5 separate regions of the Mus musculus genome follow, and all the other regions are linked to region 1. A link is a contact called in public promoter capture Hi-C data. All regions are on one chromosome and are shown on one strand. The core of a region is the stretch at or near the end of the contact, and the rest is flanking DNA. Distances in the headings are between cores, read along the strand shown.

Region 1 (3,933 bases), core at 521-3,020:
CTCCTGCTCCTGTCGTATAGGGAAAACCTCTCTTCCATCGATAGAGACTTCCTTGTCTTGTTTGTGAGTGTACGGCTGGGAAAAATCATATTCCTCCCACAACATGTGCAAAGTTACATACCTGCTTGCCCTCGAAATTGAAAAGAACACTTTACAGGTGAGTCCCACTAACCTAGCAACCACTGACAGGAAAAGCTTAAAGTCACTGTTAGTAACCTGAAATGAGCAAAATGATAAGGAGAAAAAAATTTGAGCTTCAAGAAAAACTGCTATCAAAGGAAGATCCAAACTGAAAATTTCATGCTGGTTCTTTTACAATGACTTAAATGGGCTAAAACCTCACACATACTCTTACTTCGTTAAAAAAGCAAACAAACTTCTTAAATGTTTTTATACTGTGTACTTTTTACTTTACAACACGTTCTCTCACAAAAGGTTGGGATGCAAAGCCTTAGCCCTCACAGCAGGCCCACCAACTTAACCAGTTCTCTTCAGACACTACTCACAACACACACTGGTGCACCCAGCACCCCATGGACGCTCCAGAGGCAAAAAGAGAAGCTCAGGAACTTGAGGTCACTCTAGGCTACACAGGCAAGAGTCTTATCTCAGAACAACACAACCTAAAAACCACAACGGTACCCTTGTGTACATACATTTATTTTTACAAAACAATAAGCCGTGGAACATCTAAGATGAAAGAAAAAAGAAAAAAAAAAAAGACAGGCTGGAGACAGAAAAAGAACAATGTGGCAAACAATTAGGTGGGGAAAACCACTGCAAAGCGTAAGGTTATCTTTTGAGAAAGATGTTGAGGGGGTAACCTCTGGAAACCATCAAAGCCACTGCCAAAACAGACATGTAGAACCACACGTAGATGGAAACGTGTAAAATTAAGACAAAGAAAGATGCTTGCTAACGCAAAAGAAAAAGCAAATAAAACCGATCACTTGACACACACTTTACCTGGCTGTCTTATTTTAAATACCCGGAGCTACAACTTTATTTTATTGTTTACGAATAATAGTTACTTTCTAAGTGTTGGGTCCGAGAGGGACAAAGCTGCAGAACCATAGCAGAGAGAAGGGAACTCTGAGACTTATTTCTGTACCTCTGGGTGCGCTCTACCTATCAGGCAGCGGGCGCGGACACACCCACAACCGCGGTCACCCGTGTCGCCCGATCTAAGGAGTGGGAGATGGTGACGGGGAGTGGTGCTCAATCACTGGAAACAAATAACCCGTTACTGAAACGCCTGGGCCCCGGAACTGAGCTCACCGCGTGGACAAAAAGGTCCACGACCCCTTTCGCCCCGGGTCCCCAGGCCACGAGCACGCGCCAGACACGAGCAGGCGCCAGACACTTGGCGGGTCGCGTGGCCCCAGGATGGGCTCGCAGGCAGCGGTCGCGAGGCCTGGAACGCCCCGCGCGCGCCAAACTCCGCCGCAGCGGAAGACCGGAGCTCTGGGGCCGCCAGCTTCGAGGTCGCGGCGGGTCCCCTTCCCCGTCCCCTCGCAGGATACCGCCGAGGCCGACGCGGGGACCGTGGGGCCCTCTACGACGCCTCCATCCGGGGGCTCGGCGCCGGGAAGCGCAGGCCCGGTCAGACGAGAACGACGCGCACTCACCGTCCATGGTCTCCCTCACCGCGTTCAGGTTGGCCGAGGCCGCCGCGCCCGGGCCGCTACCGCTCGCCATGGAGAGGAGAGGCCCCCGCCCCGGTGGGAGAAGGCCTGACCCGGAACTGGAGCGCCCGCCGCCGCTCGGCCCCGCCCACACACCGCGCGGCGGCGCTCGCACCGCCCAGGCCACGCCCCCGCCGCCCGGGCCACGCCCCCTCGCGCCGAGCGCCGAGCGCCGACGCCGGACCGCGTTGATTTGAATTTGGAGCCTCGTTCCCTTGCGCGGAACGTAGAGCGAGGAGTTAGCGTTCGAATTCACCCGGCCGCCTCGACGCCATTGGCTGGTTCGCGGACGGCGGTGGGACGCGATTGGCCGGTGACCTCTCCCCGCCCCGCGCCCTGGTTGGCCGGAGAGCACGGAGGGAGTTAAAGAGTCGGCGCCTGGCGTGGGCATCTGCAGGGTGATGCTAGAACTTCCACGTTGCCCACGAGTGTAGGTACGTTCTCCGTGGCCCCAGGCCTGGACTCCTGCTTCGAGGTGGACCGCTCTGGTTTCCTGGCCCCAGACGTACCTGTGAGCTCGCCTAGGTGTGAAGGGGAGCAGAGAGAGAGGGCGCCTGGACACTGAATGGTCGCTGGAAGTGACGTCTCTGCTGTTTCCGAGGGAGCCCGCTCAACTTTGATCTTACAAAAGTAAATTCTTTTCTTTTCTTCTTCTTCACCCCCGCCCCCATCTCCCTTCTGGCTGTAACCCTCTTTGGAAGGAATGCAGCGTGCCTTTGGATCCCGGAGGGGGAGTGCTCTTTAGGAAAAGTAGTTTAAATCCCCACCTGGGTCCAGCCTGTCACTCACCCTGTTCAAGTGAGGACTAACGTGCCAGTAGTAAAAATTGCAGTTCTGTGTGGAATTACTTGGGTATCCGGACGGTGTTCGTACGGTTTTGTCTTGAGATGATGAATAAGGAAAACGATAAATAGAAGTCGTTTGGTTGGAAAGGCACTTATTTTTGGTGTAATCAGATTGGACCAGAGCCCACTCATAACCGGTTGGCTGCTTCATATATGCCGCATAACTTCCGTGCATGCGTTGCTTCCTCTGAAAAAGTGATAGGAGCATTGCCGTACCTTCCCCAGCTCCCAAGGCTCGGCTCCGGATCATCTGAGAAAACGTGCAGGGCTGATTCTCCTTTGTAAACCATAGAAACTTAACCCCAAGAGGATTCGATTTGGAGTGAGATGTTGAATGTATTTTGTCGGGATTAATATCTATGATATTCAGTAATTTTAATATGTGTACTTTTGATTTCTTTCTAGTTTGCTTCCTGGGCTATGGGAGATGTCAGCGAATTAAAAATGCAAATAACACCAGAAACTCCAGGAAGGATCCCTGTTTTAAATCCCTTTGAAAGTCCCAGTGATTATTCTAATCTCCATGAACAAACCCTTGCTAGTCCTTCTATCTTTAAGTCCACAAAACTACCAGTAAGTTTCTCTTGCCTAGTGTTTACAAGTGATTTTAAGTGAAAGTAACTACAAATAATTTTAAGTGTAAATACAAGAAGAAGATGGCACCTAATCTTGTAATGGTTCTTTGAGCAGACATGATCTGAGCGCTCTTATGCAGGAGGTCGACATCCAGGAACTGCCCACACCAGCACAGAAACAGCACACAGGCTTTACAAGTTAGCTGGTCACAGCTGAGCTACTCATATATACCTCAGACCAAAGACAGCAGCCAAGACCAATATGGAGACAAACATGCCACGCTCTAGTAACGAATTATGGACACAGAAATGTGAATTTCTTATTATTTTTCTGTCATAAAATAGTGATACCTTTGTTTCCTTTTGCCCAGCCATTTGAAAACGTTCAGCCCTAATAAAGCTTGTGGTTATTATAAAAGGGAGCAAAGTCCTGCACTGTTGGAAAAAAAAAAAAAAAAAACTCAGCAAAATGAGCAATTTTGAAATTGTAATGCGTAGCCGGGTGTGGTGGCACACTCCTTTAATCCCAGCACTCGGGAGGCAGAGGCAGGCGGATTTCTGAGTTCAAGGCCAGCCTGGTCTACAAAAAGTGAGTTCCAGGACAGCCAGGGCCACACAGAGAAACCCTGTCTCGAAAAACCGGAAGAAAAAAAATTGTAACGCATGTGCTATGAATAATATTAACCAGAAGGAGGGAACATAGGAAGTGTGTTCTTCAGGAAATCAGGGTTGCTTGTTTTTACTTTGCTACACTGGCAAGGCTCTTTTGATTTGTTAAGCACACTTTCCTAGAAAAGCTGTAAAGCAAGGTGCGTTGGCTGCTTTGAT
Region 2 (3,933 bases), core at 732-3,231, 1.9 Mb before region 1:
GGACTAAATATATTATATGGCTATAGTCTATCATTGAATTACTAAAGGCAATTTTTAAAAGTTATCTTCTTATCTAGAAGATGGAAACAACCCAGATGTCCCACAACAAAAGAATGGATACAGAAAATATGGTTCACTTACACAATGGAATACTTTTCAACTATTAAGAATGAAGACATCATGAATTTTGCAGGCAAATGGATGGAACTAGAAAATATCGTCCTGAGTAAGGTAACTCAGACCCAAAAAGACGTGAATAGAATTTACTTACTAATAAGTGGATATTAGCCAAACAAACAAGCAAAACAAAACAAAACAAAAACAAACAGAATACTCAGGATACAATCCACAGAACTCAAGAAGGTTAACAAGTAGAGGGGTCCAAGTGAGGATGGGGAGGGAGAACAGAGCAAACACTGGAGGCAGAGGGAGGGAGGGAGGGATCTGGTTGGGGGAGGGGAAGGGGAGGGGAAAAGGGGAACATGATTAGCTATGAGGTGGGGGAGAGAGGAGAGAAGTCCTGAGGACAGCAGAATGAATGGAAATGTGTAATGTCGGGGATGGGGGAGAAAAGTAGGGGGACCCTCTATAATGTATCAGAGACTGGGAGGTGAGAGACTCTCATGACTCAAAGGGAAGGACCTTAGTTCAGATTCTCAATAGTGGGGAGCAGGTATTACCAGTTGAAAGACAAGGCATGGAGTGGAGGGATGGGGTGATTGCTAACTCACAGTCAAAAACTATGACCCAGAAATGTTCCTGCCAGGACAGCGAAGCAGGAGTACATGGCTGGTGAGCAGGGAGAGGGAAATGAGATAATGGATTTTCAGAGGAAAAACAGGAAAGGGAATAGCACTTGAAATGTAAATAAAGAAAATATCTAATAAGAAAATAAAATAAAAAATACCTGTAGGGTCCAAAAATGGAGAAGAGATTGAGGGAAAGACAGTCCAGTGATCAGCTCACCTTGAGATGCATCTCAAGGCCTGACACTATTATTGATGCTATGGTGTGCTTACAGACTGGAGCCTAGCATGACTGTCCTCTAAGAGGCACAGCAAGCAGCTGACTGAAACAGATGCAAATACTTAACACCCAACTATTGGACTGAAGTCCAGACCCCTGTGGTTGAATCATGGAAAGGCTAGAAGAAGCTGAGAAGGAGGATGACCCAATAAAAAGACCAGCAGTCTCAACTAAACCAGACCCCTGAGATCTCTCAAACACTGAGCCACCAATGAGGCAGCATACAGGAGCTGGCCTAAGGCCCCTGACATATATACAGCAGAGAACTGCCTGGTCTGACCTCAGTGGGAGAAGATGTGCCTAACCTTGAAGAGATTTGAGGATCCAGGGAGGGAGGAGGCCTGGCAGGGGGAGGATCCTCTTGGAGACAGGGGGAGGATTAATGGAGTGAGGAACTGTGGAAGGGCAGACTAGGAGCAGGGTAATGACTGGACTGTAAAAAAGAAAAAGTTACCTTCTTAAATAGTGGGATTAGAGAGTATAAAATTGAAAAATATATTATAGGAGCAAGTAATTGATATTTCTTTCATAAACATTGTCAAAGGCTACCTTATAATTAATGTGTTATCAAAATTTTAAATTCTATGTAATTGTATTATAGGAAATATATTTGTATATACTATTATATAAAGAAACACATATATGTGCTGGAGTGTCACCTTTCCTTCCTCTCTCCTTATCTTTGCTAACATCAATGCCTGACATATGCTACTTTACTCTCAGAAGACCAGTCGTTTGTCATTTTTACTCACAGTGCCTATCTTATCTAAGCTTTGTGACCTTTTACTTGTCTGAATGGTAGGACGTGGGCTTTTCATTTATTGGCATTATTTTTACCTCCTACAATTAACTGTGTTTTTCTTATAGCCAGGTTTTACCAGCAGGCTTTAGCAGCTATACTGTTTCTGATCTTTATAACAAAGTAAGGTTTAATACTTATACATAATGCTTTTCGTACCACATATTGCCTCATCTGGTCACCAGATGTACATCTTTGCAGTCTATGGAAGAAGGTGTTCACGCATTTGCTAGGTTGGCTGTTGCAATTGTTCACATAACTACTCAACATAGCTCACTATTCATAACACACTACTCCATGAGTTTATAGTTTGTAAGACATGCCTTCGTTAGATATTTTTTATTTTATTTTAATTTTTATTAGAAATTTTCTTCATGGCACAAGTCCCTTCCGCTCGACTCGAGCCCCTGGCTTCCTTGCCAGCAGAGTCTTGCCCAACACCCGCAAGGGCCCACACGGGACTCCCCACGGGACCCTAAGACCTCTGGTGAGTGGAACACAGCGCCTGCCCCAATCCAATCGCGCGGAACTTGAGACTGCGATACATAGGGAAGCAGGCTACCCGGGCTTGATCTGGGGCACAAACCCCTTCCACTCCACTCGAGCCCCGGGCTACCTTGCCAGCTGAGTCGCCTGACACCCGCAGGGGCCCACACAGGATTCCACACGTGATCCTAAGACCTCTAGTGAGTGGAACACAACTTCTGCCAGGAGTCTGGTTCGAACACCAGATATCTGGGTACCTGCCTTGCAAGAAGAGAGCTTGCCTGCAGAGAATACTCTGCCCACTGAAACTAAGGAGAGTGCTACCCACAAGGTCTGCTCATAGAGGCTAACAGAGTGACCTGAAGAACAAGCTCTTAACAGTGACAACTAAAAGAGCTAGCTTCAGAGATTACCAGATGGCGAAAGGCAAACGTAAGAATCCTACTAACAGAAATCAAGACCACTCACCATCATCAGAACGCAGCACTCCCACCCCACCTAGTCCTGGGCACCCCAACACAACCGAAAATCTAGACCCAGATTTAAAAACATTTCTCATGATGATGATAGAGGACATCAAGAAGGACTTTCATAAGTCACTTAAAGAATTACAGGAGAGCACTGCTAAAGAGTTACAGGCCCTTAAAGAAAAGCAGGAAAACACAGCCAAACAGGTAGAAATCATTAAAGAAAAACAGGAAAACACATCCTGAACAATGAACAAAACCATACTAGAACTAAAAGGGGAAGTAGACACAATAAAGAAAACCCAAAGCGAGGCAACGTTGGAGATAGAAACCCTAGGAAAGAGATCTGGAACCATAGATGCGAGCATCAGCAACAGAATACAAGAAATGGAAGAGAGAATCTCAGGTGCAGAAGATTCCATAGAGAACATCGACACAACAGTCAAAGAAAATACAAAATGCAAAAGGATCCTAACTCAAAACATCCAGGTAATCCAGGACACAATGAGAAGACCAAACCTACAGATAATAGGAATTGATGAGAATGAAGATTTTCAACTTAAAGGGCCAGCTAATATCTTCAACAAAATAATAGACGAAAACTTCCCAAACATAAAAAAAGAGATGCCCATGATCATACAAGAAGCCTACAGAACTCCAAATAGACTGGACCAGAAAAGAAATTCCTCCCGACACATAATAATCAGAACAACAAATGCACTAAATAAAGATAGAATATTAAAAGCAGTAAGGGAGAAAGGTCAAGTAACATATAAAGGAAGGCCTATCAGAATTACACCAGACTTTTCACCAGAGACTATGAAAGCCAGAAGAGCCTGGACAGATGTTATACAGACACTAAGAGAACACAAATGCCAGCCCAGGCTACTATACCCGGCCAAACTCTCAATTACCATAGATGGAGAAACCAAAGTATTCCACGACAAAACCAAATTCACACAATATCTTTCCACGAATCCAGCCCTTCAAAGGATAATAACAGAAAAGAAGCAATACAAGGACAGAAATCACGCCCTAGAACAACCAAGAAAGTAATCATTCAACAAACCAAAAAGAAGACAGCCACAAGAACAGAATGCCAACTCTAACAACAAAAATAAAAGGGAGCAACAATTACTTTTCCTTAATATCTCT
Region 3 (3,933 bases), core at 680-3,179, 1.6 Mb before region 1:
CAATTATTTTCCCACCTTTGCCCATTCAGAAAGTTTCTTAGGATATTACTAATTAGTACCCTTAAAAGCTCCCCAAAACTGCTAGAAAGTTCTTAAATAAGGAAAGGCCAAAGAGAAAGTCTCAAGTGTACTATAGTATCCTACAAATAATTCATTTTATCTATTTAAGTATAATATGCAACTCATTACAAAAGGATATTTACATATAAGAGCTGGGTAATACGATATGTTACATTTAATTTTAAAGTGTTTACAGGAGGTTTATAAGTTTGGACATTTGAGCATAAAAATTCTATCATGCCAACTATATATTAATTTACAATGATTCAAGAGCACACTAAACGATTCTGAAGTCTATCTTTCTAGATTTCACATTTAGAGTTGATTTGGTGCAGAACAGAGCTTCAGGGGACAGATTTTAGATGTTGCTGTGGTGTTTAGCTATTGATCTTATATCATATTGGGTAGTTTAAATTGGAATATATCACTATATTCTAAAAGACCTGTATTGACTTGAATTTAATAAACTGATTTACTTTACCTGATGTGAATGAAGAACAAAAGAATCAGTTATTGCCTAAACTTCCACCCAAAGTTAAATAATCGCAAATAGTATTAAAATAAATATACACATAAATAAATTACCAGCTTCCATTGTACTACATATCTTAAAGTGTTCTTTGTTATTTGAATATTTCTGTTAAGACAATCATTAGATTTGTGTCAAAAGTTCCTATAAAAATTAGAAAAAAAATTCTAAGTGTATCAGACAAACAAAATTGACTAATCTGTTTTCTCAAATATATATTAATGTTTATAAATTCATGAAATTCATAATATATGATAAATTCATTCACAGTCTATTTAACTGAGAGAATTATTATCTGTTATCCTTGAAGGTGCAGGAGATCTACTCCACCATCAATATTTTCATTCCATTTTCAAACAAATGGAAAATAAGACACAATATGTTAATAAAACTTGCTTAAGCAAGAAGAAGAAAATTTCCTCCTTTGGCTTATAGACTAGAACTCTAAGTACAAAATTAAGTTGGTTTGAATATATGGTTATGAACGTGATATGGTTCACATTGTTTGCAGCTGACAAGTTATAAAGTAGACTGAGTCTCAAGACCTCTCCCTTACTTCTTCCTATCTTTTAATAGTACTTTCTGCAGCCCACTTTGTGTAAACTGAGTTCAGCCTCTGAGAACCCCTAGCCTGGCCTCAGGGTCTACAATGCTCAAGGATAATTTGTAAATCTAAAGTGCTGAAGCCTATTGTGTTGTCCTCTTATGGAATCTATTAACACCACAGTGATAATCTGCACACTTGGGAACGGAGCAGCTGTAACCAACCTCACAGAAGTTCCAATTTGCTCTCTAGGTCACCCCAAAGAATTTCTCCCTTTGGGATTTTGTCTTCAGAGAGACAGAGTGAATTGATTCTGTTGAAATATTCATTAAATTAAAAGGCTTCATTTAGTATTCTAAAGGCAATTAATCCGTTCTCCTCACTTTGTGCAGTACAGTGTTACCCAGCACTTCACAAAGGGGCCGAGCTACTCCAGCAAGAAGGCATCAGCAGTGTGTGTAACAAAACCGATGGACTCTGCTAAGAAAGTTTGCCGTATTCACCCCAGAACTTATTAGCTCTATTGGGATGTGGAGAAATTTGGGAAAGCTTAGTACGACTGCTTTTCAGATAAAATTTGAGATTGCGTAGCCATAAATATGTTTTTCATGAATATGTCTGGAAGACAAAATTGTTTAAAATCTTTTAAATCAATGAGTAAAAGCAAGCAATTTAGAAAAACGGGAAATAATAATCATTAGTTTTAGGAAGAAAGCCAAAGTCTTCACTGCCAGGATATGAGCACTGCTTTCAGTCCTGAGAAAAGTGTCAGAATCTGCACAATCTCCACACGTTCACATAGCCACGATTAATTACCCAGTAGCCACGTGTGGACCTCATCAATCCTAGGTCACCCGCTTAACACAGCCCAGGTCAATAGCTACAGGATGTTGTAAACCCAAGAAACGGTCCTCTGACAGCCTTGCAGCATGTATGTAAATCACCACGTGGCTTTTACTTAATATGTGAAGAAAATTTAATGCACATTTTTTTTTACTTTAAGCCAAAATTTTAATTGAACCTAAAATTATGTTTAAAGTCTTTTTGAATAAAGAAAATATGTTTTTAGAAAATATAAATGCTATATTCATGCCCAAAATAGGAAGAGAAAGAAAAATAGGGAATATTAATAGTAATGATAATAATAATAATATCTACAATAAGGAGAAACCTAAAATAACATTGTTCGTTATTACTAGCTTTAAGGGAAATGTCCAGATGGTATCCTTTGTCTTTTCTAACAAAAAGCAAATCAAGCAATTCAATCCTGTATCTTTTCTTTGTTTTTTGTCAATATAAAAACTTTTGTTACCCTTGCTCTTGCCTTCTTGCTCCTGCTCTGTCCTCTTGCCGCGTCCCCCTCTCTCTCCAAGTGCTCCTGGTCTGCCTCTACTCTCTCTCTCTCTCTCTCTCCCCCCCCCCTTTCTTTGTCTTTACTACCCTCTCAACTCCCATCCATTCCGTGCATTGAATAAACTATATTCTATACAGGAAAAAAAAAGGAAAAGAAAAAAGTGTCATTTCTTGAAACCAAAAAAATACTCTGGGAACTAATCGGAAAATTTATTTGAGCTTGTGAATAATTATGTTAATGAATATTCAGATTAGGTAATAGGGTTAGAACATTAAAATTACTTGATAAAATAACTTGTAAAAGACATTATGTTAGTCTATATATGTATATATAAATTGATACTTAATATAGAACTGGAAGGAATTGTGAGACAATTAAGAAACCAACTTAAAAATGTGAACCAAAGCAGGCATGTTCATCATTAGTCTATGAAGAAATTCCTAACTCAGATGAGAATTTTGAGAGCTCACGCTAGTCCTAGGAGACAGTGAGGCAGAGTGGAAGACAGCTCACTCTCTAGTCAGACAGTCTGGATGGAAGTCCAGCTACAAATTTCAGGAGTCATATTCCTAAGCTAAACTCTCTGGTCTTCCATTTAAACAGCTTTATAATGAAGGCAATATTAGTATGTCTCCTGCTAACTAAAAATGCTGCCTTTAAAACACTAAGTACTGTGTTGGTAGTAGACCCACACTAGCAATTTATCATTTGTCTTATTTTTTTAAAGAAACAATATAGAAAATATTAAAATAGAAATGTTGTACAAGACGGTTTTATACTATAATCTCAAAAACAGAAATATCCAAACCACAGCTAGGACATTTATTGAGAATACAAAAGCAATGCTTTTACTAAAAACTTTTTTTTCTCCCTCAGACCTCAGTCATAATTAGCCAAAGAATCAAACCAATGGTCACTAAATTGACTACCATCAACTGGATATTGTTCTGTCTCTACAGAGCTGAGTAACATGAGTATTCTCCTTGATCTACAGAAGGCTGTGACAAGCTTGGTACTTCCCACAGTGCAGAAAACTAAAGCCTCAAGCTCTTAAGCAACTTGTGGGCCTCATAGATATACAAATTGCAACTATAGAATATTTGTAGACATTTCTTCCTGTATATTACTGTCGCGCCCGCTCTCGACCAGCAAGAACGACGCGACCACCAGTCCTTCTAACAGCAGTTTATTCAGTCCTGATTCTTCTTGTTTATATCTCCCCCCAACCGCAGGCCACGCCCCCTCGCCAGTCACGAGGCTTCAGCTAATCAGGGCAGCAGGGGCAAATCTCCACCAAATTGGATTCACCTGTATCCTGGTACACCTGCACAGCACTCAAGATGTTTGTGTCTTATATGAGGAAGTCAGGTGCAAGTCATATGACTTAGCTGCAGTCCCTGGCGCCTTTGGGACTGCCGCCACACCCGCTCCCCACATATTACCATG
Region 4 (3,933 bases), core at 1,052-3,551, 1.5 Mb before region 1:
TTTGGGCCAAGAGGGAAAAAAGAAAGAAAAATAAAAGATACTGTCTCTAGAGTCTATAATATGAGGTCTGAAGATGAAAGCTTTGTTTAAAAAAATCACCATGACCCTTCACCCAGAGGCTGGGGATGGGGCGGGGGTGTTAAAACAGGTCTGGCAACAAGAACTTTCTGTTCATTTAAAGTAAGATGGGAATGATACAGGAGAAACTGTCAATGGGTCTCTCTCTGATAGGATAACAGCCATTGTCCCTGCAGTGCACGACAAAGCCCTTTGGAACCTAAGGTCTCCCAGGCTTATTTATACCACACTGGCTACTTGCTGTCAAATCCCCTGAGCACACTCTTGGACTAGAACTTTTTACAATCTGCTCTTTCTTGGAAAGCACTTACATCACAATATCCACCCCTGTAAACAGCTAGTTTCTTAGTGAATTTTTCTAAGCATCCTTCTTCTAACCACCCACCTTCTGCTCTGAGTCCTCACCAATTTGCTACTCTAGCTAGCGGTCTCACATTTCATTCCAATGCATTTTTTTAAAAAGATTTATGTATTTATTTTATGTGAGTACACTGTTGCTTTCCTCAGACCCACCAGAAGAGGGCATCAGATCCCATTACAGATGGTTTTGAGTCACCACATCCTTGGGAATTGAACTCAGGACCTCTAGAAGTGCTCTTAACTGCTGAGCCATCTCTCCAGCCCCCAGTGCATATTTTTTGACCTCTTAACTTATTTTTAACATGGTTTGTTTGTTTTTTAAGATTGCAGGGTACAAGAAGATAGGAATTTTTGTTGAGTGTATTTTCTGGTGATTAGAGAGGTGTCAAACACACACAAGAGTTCTCTTTCAATGTCTCACAAGCTACTGCTGCAAAAGCATTTCTTATAATTCCTATGTTGCTTAGAAAAGAATGCATGCTTCTCCTAGCCACATGATCTCTCATGGCACATGACACAGATTATTTTAATCATTTTTAAATATAGATCATACAACATCTGGAAGTGAAGGACTAGTGCCAAACCGCCAGGCTTCTATAACAGAAATGTGTAGTTGGAGCTTATATCTACTTACTTGCTACAGTAGTAAGTACAGAAGTACATTTATCATATTTACTAGAAGTATTTTTTTTCACTGCATTAATTTATAACTGGCTACGGAGAAGAAAATCAGATGGAAACTTCAGGATAATTCATAGAGTCAGCAGATTTTTGAATACCAACTAGATTCCTAACACTGTTTTGCATAAAAAGTGGAGTAGCAAATCATAGTGTGTGTGTGTGTGTGTGTGTGTGTGTGTGTGTGTGTGTGTGTGTGTGTGTTTGCGTGGTGTTTGTGTAGTGTGTGCTTGTGTGTGTCTGTGTGCCTGTGTGCCTCCGGAGGTCAGAAGTCAGAGTCAGGCATGAGGCTAGAGGTCCGAGTTAGCTACCCTCTACTGTTCACTTGGTTTACCTTAGCTTTGAAAATCTTTTTCTGCCTAAGTACATTTATAAGAAATTAAACAACACTCAAGGAACTGGCAACGAATCAACAATGTTAAGATTAGAGATCATATTCATATTTTAGTGTAAGCCCAAATCAATGGGATGAAAGAACAGGCAGTGTATTTTTAAGACATCCAAAATATTCATGATGATTAGTTATTTGCTAAATTATTATTTTAGTATGAATTAAATTGTTCCTTGACAGTTTCATACATGCATATTATACCTGCTGATCGCTATCTTCAGTTTTCCAGAAAAGTTGTCACTTACAATGATTTGTCTGGCTCGAAAGAAGCTCGCTCAGGATCCTCCTCACAATATAAAGGATGCTGGACATCTCAACTCATATCCCCATGCTTGCAGCCAGTTAACCATGTTAGCCCTGAAAATCCTAGTCCTAAATTCCTGCTATGAGGCACTTTCTAGTTGGTTCCATGTTCTCCTTTGTTCTTGGTTTGGTAAGAGAGCTTTCTTCCTCTTTTTTCCCCTCTTTCCTTTTTATTTTTTTCTCTTTCTTTCTTTCTTTCTTTCTTTCTTTCTTTCTTTCTTTCTTTCTTTCTTTCTTTCTTTCTTTCTTTCTTTTTTTTTTTCCTACTTACTTTTCAAGGACAGGTTCTGAGGTTATGCCTTCAGACAATCATCTAAGAGACAATGAACAGCAAAAGCCTCATGGGGTCTGAATACTAAGCAATGCAATGTTTAGTAAACGTTAAACAATGTTATGAGCTCAGGATTTCCTTTCAAGCCTGCAATTCACATCAGTAATGATCTCAGAAGAGGGACTGAGCTTTGAAACAAAGGAAAGTAGGGACACCTGCTGGAGTGACAGGGTGAGGAAACAGGAAGGGGCCCTGACAAAGGCTGTGGCATTTCTTCTAAGGTCACAGAGTAAACAGTCAGAAATTTTCAGACAAGAGGCTGGAACTGTTACCAAATGCTGAAGTAATTATTGGTTGCCCCTTTACTATCAAACATAAAAAGAATAATAAAGTGCAATTTAGCATTTGAAGTATTTAATTAAGTGTTAATTGAAATATAATATTTTTAGCTATCAATAATTACCGAATTTATGGAGAAATCCAATATCTTTTAAAGCATATTTTTGAATCAAAAATATATTGAAAAGGAATCTACTTTTTAAATAAATTAAATCTTACTGAAAAATTAGCAGACATAGTGGGGCTTCAAGAATGCCTATTATTTGATAAGCTTGTTTTATTTATTTTCCAGAGGATTTAGCAATTAGACAAATCTATAAGGAATGAGGGTGAGATCTCTGAGATCATGGTGGACGTGTTTTTCTCAGTTTGCCCATGCTGTGCTAAAAAGCTGTTGTCTAAGGCAAGGCAGCCAAAGAAAATACATTTCAAGGGAGGGGGAGTCCTGTGAATTTATGAGAAGTACATCACAAAGACAAATATTTCAGCCATGCAATTCTGTTCGGCCTTTTCTGCTATGTGTCCATAGCAAGTCAACGGCTAAATTGAAAAATCAATTCCAATTTAAATTATTGGAATAAAGAACACCAGGAGTCAGAGATAAAATGGCTTTGTTCTCTGAGATCCTTTTTAATTGGAAAGTTATTTCTTCAGGGTATTCTAATGGTTCTGAGGGAAGATTGCAAAATAAAGTTGATCGGCTGGGGGAAGGTTAATAGCTAATGTGCTTTCCTTGCTGCACAGCAGCCTCCTGTCTTTATGACGTCCCCCATCATATCTGGAAGCACTGAAGATTCTAAATCATCTGATACATGCAAGGACTGTATTTTCCCTTCGTCTTTGGGAAATCATCCTGAGGCTGGAACCCTGGCAGAGGCTGCTTCCTCTCGCAGCTTTTCCAGCTGGTCTCACTTTGCTTACAAATATCATATGGGATGCTTTTCTGCTCTCTCTCTCTCTGTCTCTCTCTCTCTGTGACTCTCTCTGTCTCTCTCTCTCTCTGTCTCTCTCTCTCTCTGTCTCTCTGTGATGCTATTAATAACTCTATCTTTTAATGATGAAGAAGGAAAGGAATATCTTTGCTGGTTTGACACAAACAGAAAGACAAAAACTCCTAAGAGTTATAGACTCAGTTAAACAGAGAATGAAGATAACACAGAAGAAGAACATGACATATAGAGAAAAATGTTAATGAATATTGTTATCAAAAGGTTACTACCAGCTATTCTGAGAAAGCATGAGTCATATTTAGAAATCTCGCACCCAAAGTTTAAGAAAATAAACTTTAATTAAACACACAATAACCTTTGCTCTGCCCGTAGAAAATTGTTTGGGGCAGCTGTAGATTAAAAACCTGAAATGAGCATTTAATTTGAAATTAATAAAACAGTGATGGTCTGTGTTAGGAAAAGTTACTGAGGTTTGCTTAGTATATTTAATTACTGCAAAAGAGATAAATCTCAGTGCCATGTAATGAACTCAGAAGTGCAGATATAGTAAATATGTACTTACG
Region 5 (3,933 bases), core at 460-2,959, 1.3 Mb before region 1:
GGATGTCAAATCCCATGTGCCTTTTAGGAAGCGAGCCAGAAGAGTGGCTAGAACGTTAACACAGTTGTGGTTCAGAACTCACATAGATAATATTAGTGGTTTCCATCCCTATTGGCTTGCTTAGTCTCAGCATCAGAGAATGGACTGAACTTACGCTGCCCTTGGTGAATCCTAGTGCTTTTAAACAATTCGCTTTTTGCAAATCTTAAACCATACAAGTAAGAACATGTTATATGTGACTCAAAGCCAGATAACTCCTTCACTTAGACTTACCTCCTTCTGTGTATGCATATTATCTGCTTTCCTGGATGGAAGCCCATCACATGTCTAATTATAAAGTTCATGTAGCTATGGAACTATATGTTGCTGAAATATCATTAAAATTAAGAGAAAAAGTCAGTAATTTTCTTAATCATTATTATAATTGAAAGGCACAAAGAAGTGGGTTTTTTTTCTTAACTTCGCATATTTTTAGTTTGGCATACTAAGAATCCTGAGTATATATAAAATCCACAGATATTAGGAAAACAAACCTATAGGAAAAGGAATTCCTTGATCAGAGAAAAATAACATGAATTCTAAAGAAACTATTCTATAACAAGAGTCAACAACAAAAAATATACTATATGTAATAACATGGGCTTATTTCATAAATGCAAAAAGAAACATTCAAAGTAAATTAATTGGATTTATAATATTAACAATACATAAATGTTAACTGTATGATCTTTTCAATAGATACATAAAAATATTTCTAAAAGTCTTACTGGGGTAGGTGACATGACTTTGATTGTAAAGGTGCTTGCTGAAAGTGGGAGAAATAGTTTTCCTTAGGGAAGAGCCCCTCCATTGTTTATTCAACTGCTGTGGCCCTGAAATTACATTATTTTAAATGACTGTTTCTCAAGCGATACTAACACATATGAATAAATGAAGAATCATAGAATATATGTGTTGAGACACACAACAGATGTATGTATTTCTTGTGCTTTTTCTTTGGCTTTCGTTTTTCTGTTTGTTGTGTTTGTGTTAGTCTTTTTTTTTTTAACTTATCTTACTTCATTATCACTATGGTTGTTAGAATACTATTTGTATTCTATCGAGAGGGAGAGAGAGAGAGAGAGAGAGAGAGAAAGAGAGAGAGAGAGAGAGAGAGAGAGAGAGAGAGAGAGAGAGAAAGAGTAAAGGAGAGAGAGAAAGAGAGAGGCTGGGTGGGGGAAAGTAGGGAGGACCTTGGGGAGGGGAAACCTTAGTCAGAATATATTGTGTGAAAACACTTATTTTCAGTAACAAAGAATTATGGCTCATATTCAGAAAACAGAACCTAAGGTTGAAGAAGCCCAGACACCAGATTTACTAAAAGCTTATATTACTACAGATGTACTGAACAAGCAGGTCTTAGCACTAGTGAGAATAACTCACAAAATAGAGAACAATGATAAGGAGTGGTGACCAGAAGACCAAATATAGAGTCTGAAAAGGAAAAGTATGGGAATTGAATTAAAATTCACTAGATGAGAAAAAAAAAACACTCTTGAGCTGGGAGATAAAAGAAGCAGTGAACCTGAAAATAAACCACTTGAGATGATCTAGTCTTAAGAAAACCAGCAGAGCTACATGAGACAGAGTCATTGTGTATCACCATATGTGTCATATGAAAAACATTATGTCCAGAAACCTGCAAACAGTATGAAAGCCAAAACATTAACATCTTTTCCTTGTGTTAGTAACTGATCCAATTAAGCACAATTTATGCCTTTGGGAAACTGAACTGAACCATATGCAGAGCAACCTGATATAACCTTTAGAGATGTCATGTGATTGTTGCCAACCTCATAGACAGTGCCTTATGCAAAAAGAAAAAAATCCTGTTATAGATATTCCCTGGTTCTAGTGATATAAGAATAGAAATAATAGAATGACTATTTAAAAAGACTAAAATAACAATAGAATGGATAAAAACTAAAACAAGGTTTATCTTCTATAAAGCCGAGAAAAAAGCTTTAAGCAAGGTAGAATACGCAAAGATTAAAGTGCATTCAAATGTATATGACCTACCCACCTTTCTGCTACAAAGAATGGTACTATTTTTATGTGTCTTTAGTAGTTTTTATGATGATTTAAGTAGGATGAAAATAAATAACTGTATTTGTTGGCAAGGATCGTGTCTATGTGTCTAGAAAAATAAGGAAGAGCTTTGTGATAGAGCCTTCCTAATTCAGAAACGTAAACTAAATTTGAAAGATCACTTATTTAAAAATTATTTTTAAAATGTTACAATTTTTTACACTTTATAAAATTGATATTAGGTGCAATATGACTACTGTCAAGGTATTTAGTTCTACCTGGAAAATGTGGACCTTACCCCCCAAAACAGTTTGTTAAATTGAATACAGTTTATTGACCATGGAAAGTGCTAAATTTTTTCAGTCCATGACATTTATGTGTATGATCTCCTACCTAAATCAGTGTGCTAAACATAACCCAAAGTAAATTGCCAAATAAAAAAAAATATTCAGTTTCTCTACAGCTCTCCTGGGTGCTGTGATGCCTCTTCATCTCACTGACTCCTGTATTGAAGACCAATAATGTACAGTTTGGAGGCGTCACTGAAAAGTCTGATAGTCTTACTGTAGACTACTGTAATGGAGGAGAAAAACTTGCAAGTATAGCATGGTACATTTTCCAATAAAAACAGACTAAGTTCGAACTTCAAAGAATGACATTCAAATGAAAAAAAGTAGGAAACATTACTAATACCAGATAGGAAAATAATTGCCAAAAGGCCGATGTTTCAAGTTATTCTGTACTAGCTTATGTCCATGGCTATGGTGATTGGCTCTAAGAGAACTTTATACCTTCCCACAATTCAAAAAAATGCTTGAGAAATGGAAGTTTTAAAAATGTACAAAACAGGAACTGGCAAGGTGGCAAAGCAGGTAAGATGAGCAAAGAAGCTGCTCTTCTGGAGGACCTGCATTCAATTCCTAACAGTACATGTGGTCTCACAACCCTCTATAACTCCAGTCCCCAGGATCTGAACACTCTTAGGTCTCTGTGGGTACCACATGTACATAAATTAAAGATCTTTTAAATTAAAAAATATATTAAAAATAGCAAAATAAACAAAGAGGAAAGTCTGTGAGCTCTCACCTTTCTTACTCTCACCTCTAGCCCTCCTCTCTCTCTCTCTCTCTCTCTCTCTCTCTCTCTCTCTCTCTCTCTCTCTCTCTCTCTCTCTCTCTCTCTCTCTCTCTCTCTCTTCCCCCTTCTCTCCATGTGGTCATGGCCTGTCTCTCTTTCTTTCTATCTTCTCTCTTTCTCCCTGCCTTTTTACAATAAAGCTCTAAAACCATAAAAGAAAAAGAAGAAGAAGAAGAAGAAGAAGAAGAAGAAGAAGGAGGAGGAGGAGGAGGAGGAGGAGGAGGAGGAAGAAGAAGAAGAAGAAGAAGAAGAAGAAGGAGGAGGAGGAGGAGGAGGAGGAGGAGGAATGATTTGTTCTTTCACTGGTTTTGGTTTATTTTCTTCTCTCTGGTTAAAAACCAGGATCTCTTTTGGGGAATTTAAGATAGAAGTCCCAAGAACAAGAATACACTGGTACTAAATGATGTATAAATGTATAGGACATAAAGTACTCAGTGTCATTGCAAATAAAATACATGAAATATCCATTGATTTCCAGAAAAAGTCATTGCAAAATTTTGGATCTTTTTTTTTTGTTTCATTTCTTTCTTTCTTTTATTATTATTATGTATTTATTTCATTTACATTTTCAATGCTATCCCAAAAGTCCCCCACACACTCCCACACCCACTCCCCCACCCACCCACTCCCACCTCTTTGCCCTGGCATTCCCCTGTACTGAGGCATGTAAGGTCTGCACCACCAATGGGCCTCTCTTTAGGCTGATGGCTGACCAGGCCATGTTCTGAT

What was found. Promoter capture Hi-C pulls out the DNA fragments that hold promoters and counts their contacts.
Region 2: a contact with region 1 is called in a promoter capture Hi-C map of second pharyngeal arch cranial neural crest. The contact joins the enhancer-like site here to the promoter of Mzt1 in region 1. A contact is called at or near these places in 7 of 39 promoter capture datasets (the C10 cell line, cranial neural crest, frontonasal cranial neural crest and 3 more), 1 of 115 datasets of contacts at active chromatin or transcription factors (astrocytes) and 1 of 9 other capture datasets (embryonic trunk).
Region 3: a promoter capture Hi-C map of second pharyngeal arch cranial neural crest shows a contact between it and region 1, with 6 times the contacts expected there. The contact joins the enhancer-like site here to the promoter of Mzt1 in region 1. A contact is called at or near these places in 3 of 39 promoter capture datasets (the C10 cell line, hippocampal neurons and second pharyngeal arch cranial neural crest) and 2 of 115 datasets of contacts at active chromatin or transcription factors (astrocytes and stem cell-derived neural progenitor cells).
Region 4: a promoter capture Hi-C map of the HPC-7 cell line shows a contact between it and region 1, with 7 times the contacts expected there. The contact joins the enhancer-like site here to the promoter of Mzt1 in region 1. A contact is called at or near these places in 11 of 39 promoter capture datasets (the 3T3-L1 cell line, the C10 cell line, the HPC-7 cell line and 7 more) and 8 of 115 datasets of contacts at active chromatin or transcription factors (astrocytes, embryonic forebrain, embryonic hindbrain and 4 more).
Region 5: a contact with region 1 is called in a promoter capture Hi-C map of second pharyngeal arch cranial neural crest, with 4 times the contacts expected there. The contact joins the enhancer-like site here to the promoter of Mzt1 in region 1. A contact is called at or near these places in 4 of 39 promoter capture datasets (the 3T3-L1 cell line, the C10 cell line, hippocampal neurons and 1 more) and 1 of 115 datasets of contacts at active chromatin or transcription factors (astrocytes).

The regions. Positions count from the first base shown.
Region 1 is chr14:99,044,366-99,048,298 of GRCm38.p6, forward strand. It overlaps Mzt1 (mitotic spindle organizing protein 1), which reads right to left and starts at 1,771. Exons shown (of 3, transcript NM_175245.4): 1 at 1,629-1,771. The coding sequence starts at 1,698. Bora (bora, aurora kinase A activator) reads left to right here and starts at 2,012. Exons shown (of 12, transcript NM_175265.5): 1 at 2,012-2,315; 2 at 2,936-3,103. The coding sequence starts at 2,951.
Region 2 is chr14:97,114,405-97,118,337 of GRCm38.p6, forward strand. No RefSeq gene overlaps it. Among named protein-coding and RNA genes, the nearest start is that of Gm33525, 63 kb to the left of the region's middle. Within about 2 kb of position 1,982, at least 2 of the 459 cell types and tissues checked have an H3K27ac peak or open chromatin away from gene starts, as enhancers often do. A contact at or near this core is called in second pharyngeal arch cranial neural crest, where this site is marked.
Region 3 is chr14:97,394,627-97,398,559 of GRCm38.p6, forward strand. No RefSeq gene overlaps it. Among named protein-coding and RNA genes, the nearest start is that of Gm23276, 60 kb to the left of the region's middle. Within about 2 kb of position 1,930, at least 14 of the 459 cell types and tissues checked have an H3K27ac peak or open chromatin away from gene starts, as enhancers often do. A contact at or near this core is called in second pharyngeal arch cranial neural crest, where this site is marked.
Region 4 is chr14:97,557,485-97,561,417 of GRCm38.p6, forward strand. No RefSeq gene overlaps it. Among named protein-coding and RNA genes, the nearest start is that of Gm23276, 220 kb to the left of the region's middle. Within about 2 kb of position 2,302, at least 22 of the 459 cell types and tissues checked have an H3K27ac peak or open chromatin away from gene starts, as enhancers often do. A contact at or near this core is called in the HPC-7 cell line, where this site is marked.
Region 5 is chr14:97,697,907-97,701,839 of GRCm38.p6, forward strand. No RefSeq gene overlaps it. Among named protein-coding and RNA genes, the nearest start is that of Gm25831, 270 kb to the right of the region's middle. Within about 2 kb of position 1,710, at least 1 of the 459 cell types and tissues checked has an H3K27ac peak or open chromatin away from gene starts, as enhancers often do. A contact at or near this core is called in second pharyngeal arch cranial neural crest, where this site is marked.